Linked DNA regions of Mus musculus: region 1 is linked to region 2. A link is a contact called in public HiChIP or PLAC-seq data. All regions are on one chromosome and are shown on one strand. The core of a region is the stretch at or near the end of the contact, and the rest is flanking DNA. Distances in the headings are between cores, read along the strand shown. Region 1 overlaps Rora (RAR-related orphan receptor alpha). Region 2 overlaps Rora (RAR-related orphan receptor alpha).

Evidence for each region. HiChIP or PLAC-seq counts read pairs in DNA pulled down with a chosen protein or histone mark.
Region 1: a contact with region 2 is called in an H3K27ac HiChIP or PLAC-seq map of oligodendrocyte precursor cells, with 5 times the contacts expected there. The contact joins two enhancer-like sites. A contact is called at or near these places in 1 of 484 Hi-C or Micro-C datasets (embryonic stem cells) and 5 of 115 datasets of contacts at active chromatin or transcription factors (embryonic basal ganglia, embryonic forebrain, embryonic stem cells and 2 more).

What each region holds. Positions count from the first base shown.
Region 1 is chr9:69,313,184-69,316,175 of GRCm38.p6, reverse strand. All of the region lies in intron 2 of Rora (RAR-related orphan receptor alpha), which reads right to left. Among named protein-coding and RNA genes, the nearest start is that of Gm46153, 9.1 kb to the right of the region's middle. Within about 2 kb of position 1,570, at least 24 of the 459 cell types and tissues checked have an H3K27ac peak or open chromatin away from gene starts, as enhancers often do. A contact at or near this core is called in oligodendrocyte precursor cells, where this site is marked.
Region 2 is chr9:68,790,581-68,793,485 of GRCm38.p6, reverse strand. The region is part of intron 1 of Rora (RAR-related orphan receptor alpha); the gene reads right to left. Among named protein-coding and RNA genes, the nearest start is that of 9530091C08Rik, 27 kb to the right of the region's middle. Within about 2 kb of position 1,350, at least 19 of the 459 cell types and tissues checked have an H3K27ac peak or open chromatin away from gene starts, as enhancers often do. A contact at or near this core is called in oligodendrocyte precursor cells, where this site is marked.

The sequences.
Region 1 (2,992 bases), core at 321-2,820, 520 kb before region 2:
GTAGCTGATGCTTGTATTCCAAGAACAGTAAAGAAGAAATAGGAGGAATTTTGCAGTTTGCTGGCCAGCTAGCATAGCCAACTTGATAGACTCCGAGCCAAATTGGAGACACTATTTCGAAAAACACAAGGTGGTTGTCACCTACAGAATGACAGCTGAGGTTAACGCATGGCCTTTGCAAGCACTTAAAAACACACCTGCATGCATAAAGAACGTGAACATGAGTACGTTTTAACAGTACTGAGGATGGAACCAGGGCCCCACACATGCCAGGCCAGCTCTCTACAACAAAGCTACAGGCTCAGCCTAGTTTTATTTTGAGACAGGATCTTGTGAAGTGGCCCGGATTGGTCTTGAACTCTGAGTCCTCCTTTCTCTGTCTCCTGGGCATGATTAAAGACTTACCTCAACAGATCCAATTCAGACAAACATTTAAAAAGAGAACTTACTCTGGTAGAAAATGCTGATGTCACATGCAAAGGACCCATTATGAATGAAGCTGAGCCAAAGCCCATGTTCTGTGGGGATTTCTATCGCTTGGCATTGCTGGAATTTTATACCAGAGAATTCTTTGCTCTAAGGTTGTCTTGGGCCTTGTGGATGTGTAGCACTCTCCATGGCCTCTCCTTATTAGTTGCTGGGAGCTCTTTCCAGATGTGATAATCTAAAATGTTTCCATATGTGGACATTCTTGATCCCCCGAGAACTCCCTGCATGAGAGGATGGTTTCCTGGATAGTAAGCTCTGGGGAAGCGGGTAGGGACTGTTCCTCTGCTGGAAAATGGGTAGGATAGTACCCAAGGTTCCCACTGTCACTTTGGCCTCCTGTACTTTTCTGACTTGCCAGAGATTAGTGTTGGCCTTTATGATGGGAGGCAGAACAGCCATGTAGCCTCAGACAGTGATACCGAAAGAAGCCCCAAAGGCCTCTCTTACTTGAGAGTCTTCAGCTTGCTGACAGGAAGGTTGCTTTCTTTGCTTTCTACGGCTGATAGACTTGGGAGAAAGAAGACGAGTTATGCACATCTTCCCCAAGGACACCAACCCCTCACTCATCTCCCTAGTGTGGCGTGAGACTGCCTCTCAGAAAGGAAGTCCCTTATCTCTAGAATGTCCTGCATAGGAAGTCAGGACTTGCCACTAATTCTCAGGAGGCAGGAGACAGAACAGGCACAGAGCTGGGAATCTATCAGCTGGAGTTGTAGGGCATCCCCACAGTTCACTTATGCAGCCGGCAGGCACAGAGCCCACTCACCCATGAATTCCTTTCACTTTCCTGGTAATAGAAGTTGATCTTGAATCTAAGTATCGCTGTTATGCTATCAAACCCTTAGCATGGCTTCTTTGAGAGGCAAGGACAGGCAGCTGTTGAATGACAGAGATGAAGAGGGTAAAAGTTGGCTGTGGAGTTTTGATATATTTCATGTGGATTTCGTTTCCGATGCTTTTGCGTCAAACAAACAAAAAATTTCAAGACTCTGGCACTTCCTGGGTGTAAAATCAATAGTGGATGACATACTTTACAAGAGGCATTTTCTGTGGTTAGTGTCTTTTCACACCTTTCTTCTGGCACTTAGAATCTAATCATTTCTCTGCGGTAGGAGACATCAGCTATAGGAAACTGGTTGAACTCAACCAATCAATGCAAGTGACTTGCTCATCTTGCTCTCCTCCTCAGGAAAAAAAAAATAACAGAGGGCTGTTCATTTTAGGTTCAAGTCCTCTGACCCGATGCTTAGTTCATGCTCACTATGGCTAAGCTGAAGACAGCAGTGGTCGTGGTCCTTCTAATGACCGTGGGGTGGTAGTCTAGTGAAAAGAAGACACCAGCAAACAAACAGAACAATAGGTGTCCTCATTCACCAAGCCATGTAAGTAAATGAAACAGCAGTCATTTCCCCCAAACAGGGATCAGTTTACAGGAATAACAGCTCAAAGGGTGAGCTGGCTTGAACAGGGGGAAGATGAACAATATAGGGACGCGGGGATGGGGACAAGGAAGGTTTTGAGTAAGTTAAACCTCCTGACTGACAAAGAACCTACAGTTGCAGAGCCAGGCGGCTGAAGCATCCTTTTATTCAGAACTCAAAGGAAGCTATTCAAGCCCAATATGGTTTGATTTAGCAGATATTAACTGCAGCTAAAGACATGCAAATAGAATGCGTCAGTCAAGGGAGAGCGAGATAAACAGGAGAAACCTACACTGGCTAAGAAAGGAGAAGAGAACAGAGATTGACATTTAAAGAGCAGATGAAAAGGATATGACAACCCAGAGAAAGGGAAGATGTGTACCTGAGACACAGAAGGGAGGGGAAGAGACACGAAGGGGACAGACCCAGAGGTGTCCCCTCGCACCCCCTGGCCTCTTACAGAGGAGACAGTTGTTCCTGAGCTGCAGGTCACGCAAACACGACACAGGCATTTCTTAATAAATACTTGTTAGGTGGCTCAATGCACACACAAAATGACCTTCCATTCTAGATGTAACTTCAGATTTTATGCTGAACTGTATTAATTCGTTTTGGTCCTTTGGAGATGGTTAATACCACAAACAGCTTTAGTGATGAGTCTCCAACAGCTATTCTTTTAGAGGTCTCCGTGAACCTGACCCTATACCCCTGACATGGGCTGTCATCACGCAATCAATTAGAAGGTCATGGTACAGTAGTTGGGCCATTGCACTGAGAGTCAAGAGACCAAAGTTCCAAAATTGACTCTGCTGCTAAGTGGTGATGATGCTGAGCCAGCCACTTAACCTTTCTGAGCTCTTCTTTTCTCCCAAGTCACACAAGTGCTGTGGACTAGATAGTTGTCAGGACCCACTTATGAGACAGGAAGAATGCATATTACCATATTATTAGTCATTTTACCAGGTCTCTATTCTGCCCTGTATGGTCCAGTGTTGGACTACTGATATTTTTTTCTACTCACCCTTTCTTTATTTTGCCAGCTAGTGGCTCTGCCAACACTGCCTTACATGATCAGTTCTGGA
Region 2 (2,905 bases), core at 101-2,600:
TCCACTAGCTACCTTTAAAACAGTCTTTCACTGAACCTGGAACTCACAGATTAGGCAAGACTGCCCGGCCATTGAGCCCCAGGGATGCCCCTGTTTCTGCCTCCCCAGTGCTGGGCTTACAAGTGGCTCGCCCATCTTATTGATGTGTGTGCTCACACTTGCATGGCCAGTACTTTATTGCCTGAGTCATCTCTCCATCCCTGGGCCCTCATATTTTCCAACTTCTTCTTGAAGGCATTGGGACAGACTAAAGGGTCCCAGGGCTTCCTTTTCTCTTCAGGTTTGTTCAGTAGAACTAAACAAAAGTAACACAGTTGCTAATCTGGTGTCCTTTGAGGAATCTTAAAATACATCCCAGATTGCAAGGTAGTCTTGAAAAATCCTACTAGTTGGTGATTTTTGGATCAAGGACTGAAAGCTGGAAAACAAACAAACAAAACAAAACAATTGACTTACTGTGTAACGAGAAAATGTGTGGCCACTGGCTCATTATCATCTGCATAAACCAAGCTGTTCTACAAGTCAGCAGTAGGTTAGGTAATTTTGGGCTGGGGCTGAACGGGTCACAGGTCTTAACCTCTCATTGGACAAGGTTATAGCAGCTGTAACCTTGTGTGCTGAAGAGATGTCTGGGCTCTAGATAAAGCAGGGGAGAACACAGTTAGTTGCTGACAGTCTCAGGTCACAATCCACCACAGCTGCCACTGATGTCACCTCATCCTTGCTTGATACCTTTCCTATTTAAAGCCCATACCTCTATCCACAGTCATCTGTGAGTTCAAGAAGAACAAGAAGGCCCCGTGATTATCTCCCTGTCCCTGCCATACCTAAAACCACCAGCTTACACTTACGCTGCCTTTCCTTCTGTAAACTTACAAGGTAACATCTGCTTCAGAGGCAGATGTTTGCCCCAGAATGTTCGCTCGATCGCTCGTTCGCTCTTCTGCTCATTGATGCTTTTCTGGTTAACATCTAACTATCCTACTCATTAGTTCTTAATAATACTTTTTGCATCCAAGCCATGCCAAAGATGCTCTCTTCAGCGCTCTGCCATTATTGTCGCTTCTGGTGCTGTTGAATTAGCGCTGCTGAATAAAGGGAAAGTAAAAATAAGCCCCTCGAAAGAAGGCCGCTGCGCTGCGTGTAACAGCTCTGTCTTTGCAAACTGAAACAAGCTGAAATCAATTAAAAGTGTGTGTTGAGAGAATGCTTCTCAGCTGCCTAATTGTGCCACCTCTGCTTCGGGGCCAAAGTTTGACTCTCTGCCAAATTGCCATCAAAAACGGGCGGCCAGCAGTCACTGCTGCACCGCAACTGCGGGAGCCGGACTAATGAAAGAAGCCCGGTGCATTCTGGGGCCAGGTGCACAAAGACTCCACTTCCCAGAAGCACTCCTCCACTGTATGGCTCTACCAACAGACTCGAGGGTCCTCAGTGATAAGGGCATTATGACAGCGGGATATCTTATCCCACCTGGGGTGTCTTCAGTCTGACTACTTTAACAGATTACCTAGTTCTGCAGAGCCACAGAACTATGTCTGAAACCCTCTCAAAAACTACTTTTTAAGATTTATTTTTGTTTATGTGTAGGTGTGACCATGTGAGTTCGGATGCCTATGAAGGTCAGAAGAGGGCATTAGGTCTCCTGGAGTTCAGGTGGTTGTGAGGCACCCCAACTTGGGTGCTGGAGGAGCCCCACTTTTAACCACTGACTTGTCTCTTTGACCCCTGAACACTAGTTTTGAAAATAACTCTAACTTTAATGTCTTAAGAGGCCAATGCCACTGTCAAAACAGTTGAAGAAACCAAAATATAAACAAAACTAAAGCTGATTTATCTGATAAGAAAAGCATATATATTCTTCAAGGAACATGGGCCAGCACAATGTACTGTTTGGAGATCAGGAGAAAGGATTCTTAATAAATCATCAATGATGATTTCCATGGATACAACAAAGATATAGTCACCATATTGTTTACCTTTATGTGACCATCCCCTATAGAAAAAAAGCTAATTATAAGAATCATGGTCATTAGCAAATATAAGACTCGCTTATGAGGCTTAGGACATTGTCAAATATGAAAAAAAAAAGGAACTTATGTCAAACCCAGAAAATGTTCAGAGTGTGGAATTCTCTGTGCCCTGCATTTCTGAGACCCCATGAATTCCCATGCAACCCTAGAGCATGTTCTTATACTTTTTATAGAAGGTTCCTCCTTTCAGCCTAAGCAGCTGTCTTTCAGCAAAGATTACTTGGCAAACACTGCTTGATCAAGTATAAATCAGATACGCTCCTCTGAAATCTAAACCTACAAAGACTATGTCCCATAACACTCCATAAAAATGAAACACAGAAACACTACATTATTGCTGCCAAAAGCAATAGAGAAACTATGAATGAAAACGATTGCTGGGCGTGTCTTCTATGAGATTTCATGTAAACAACCTCCCCTATTATCTGACTCTCTACCATCGGATAGGCTTACATGTTGCAAATTGAAATGAGGATCACTTGTGAGGAAATTAAAATGTTATAAACTGCCCTGGGTGTTGTTGGCACTGCTAAAAAAAAAAAAAATGTTGAGGACTAACCACAATCAAAACCTCATTCCTCTTCAGTCAACAGATTCCATCTGACGCTTAGAAGCAGGGTGCCAAGAGAATCGGTGAGGAGAATGGCAGCTCTTATGGGCTCCCCTCTTTAAATGAACCCTGAGGAGTCCAGGGTAGTGCATGGGTAAATCACACAACATTCTCTCTCCCAGACTTCTTATTCACACCCTGACCTCTGACACACTTTCCTGTCCCTGCCTGTGTCTGCCCTCAGCAATCCGCATCATGATCCTGGCATTCTCCTATGCTCCTGAGTTACTCTAGTCGGACTGGCTGACCCCTCGTATTTCAC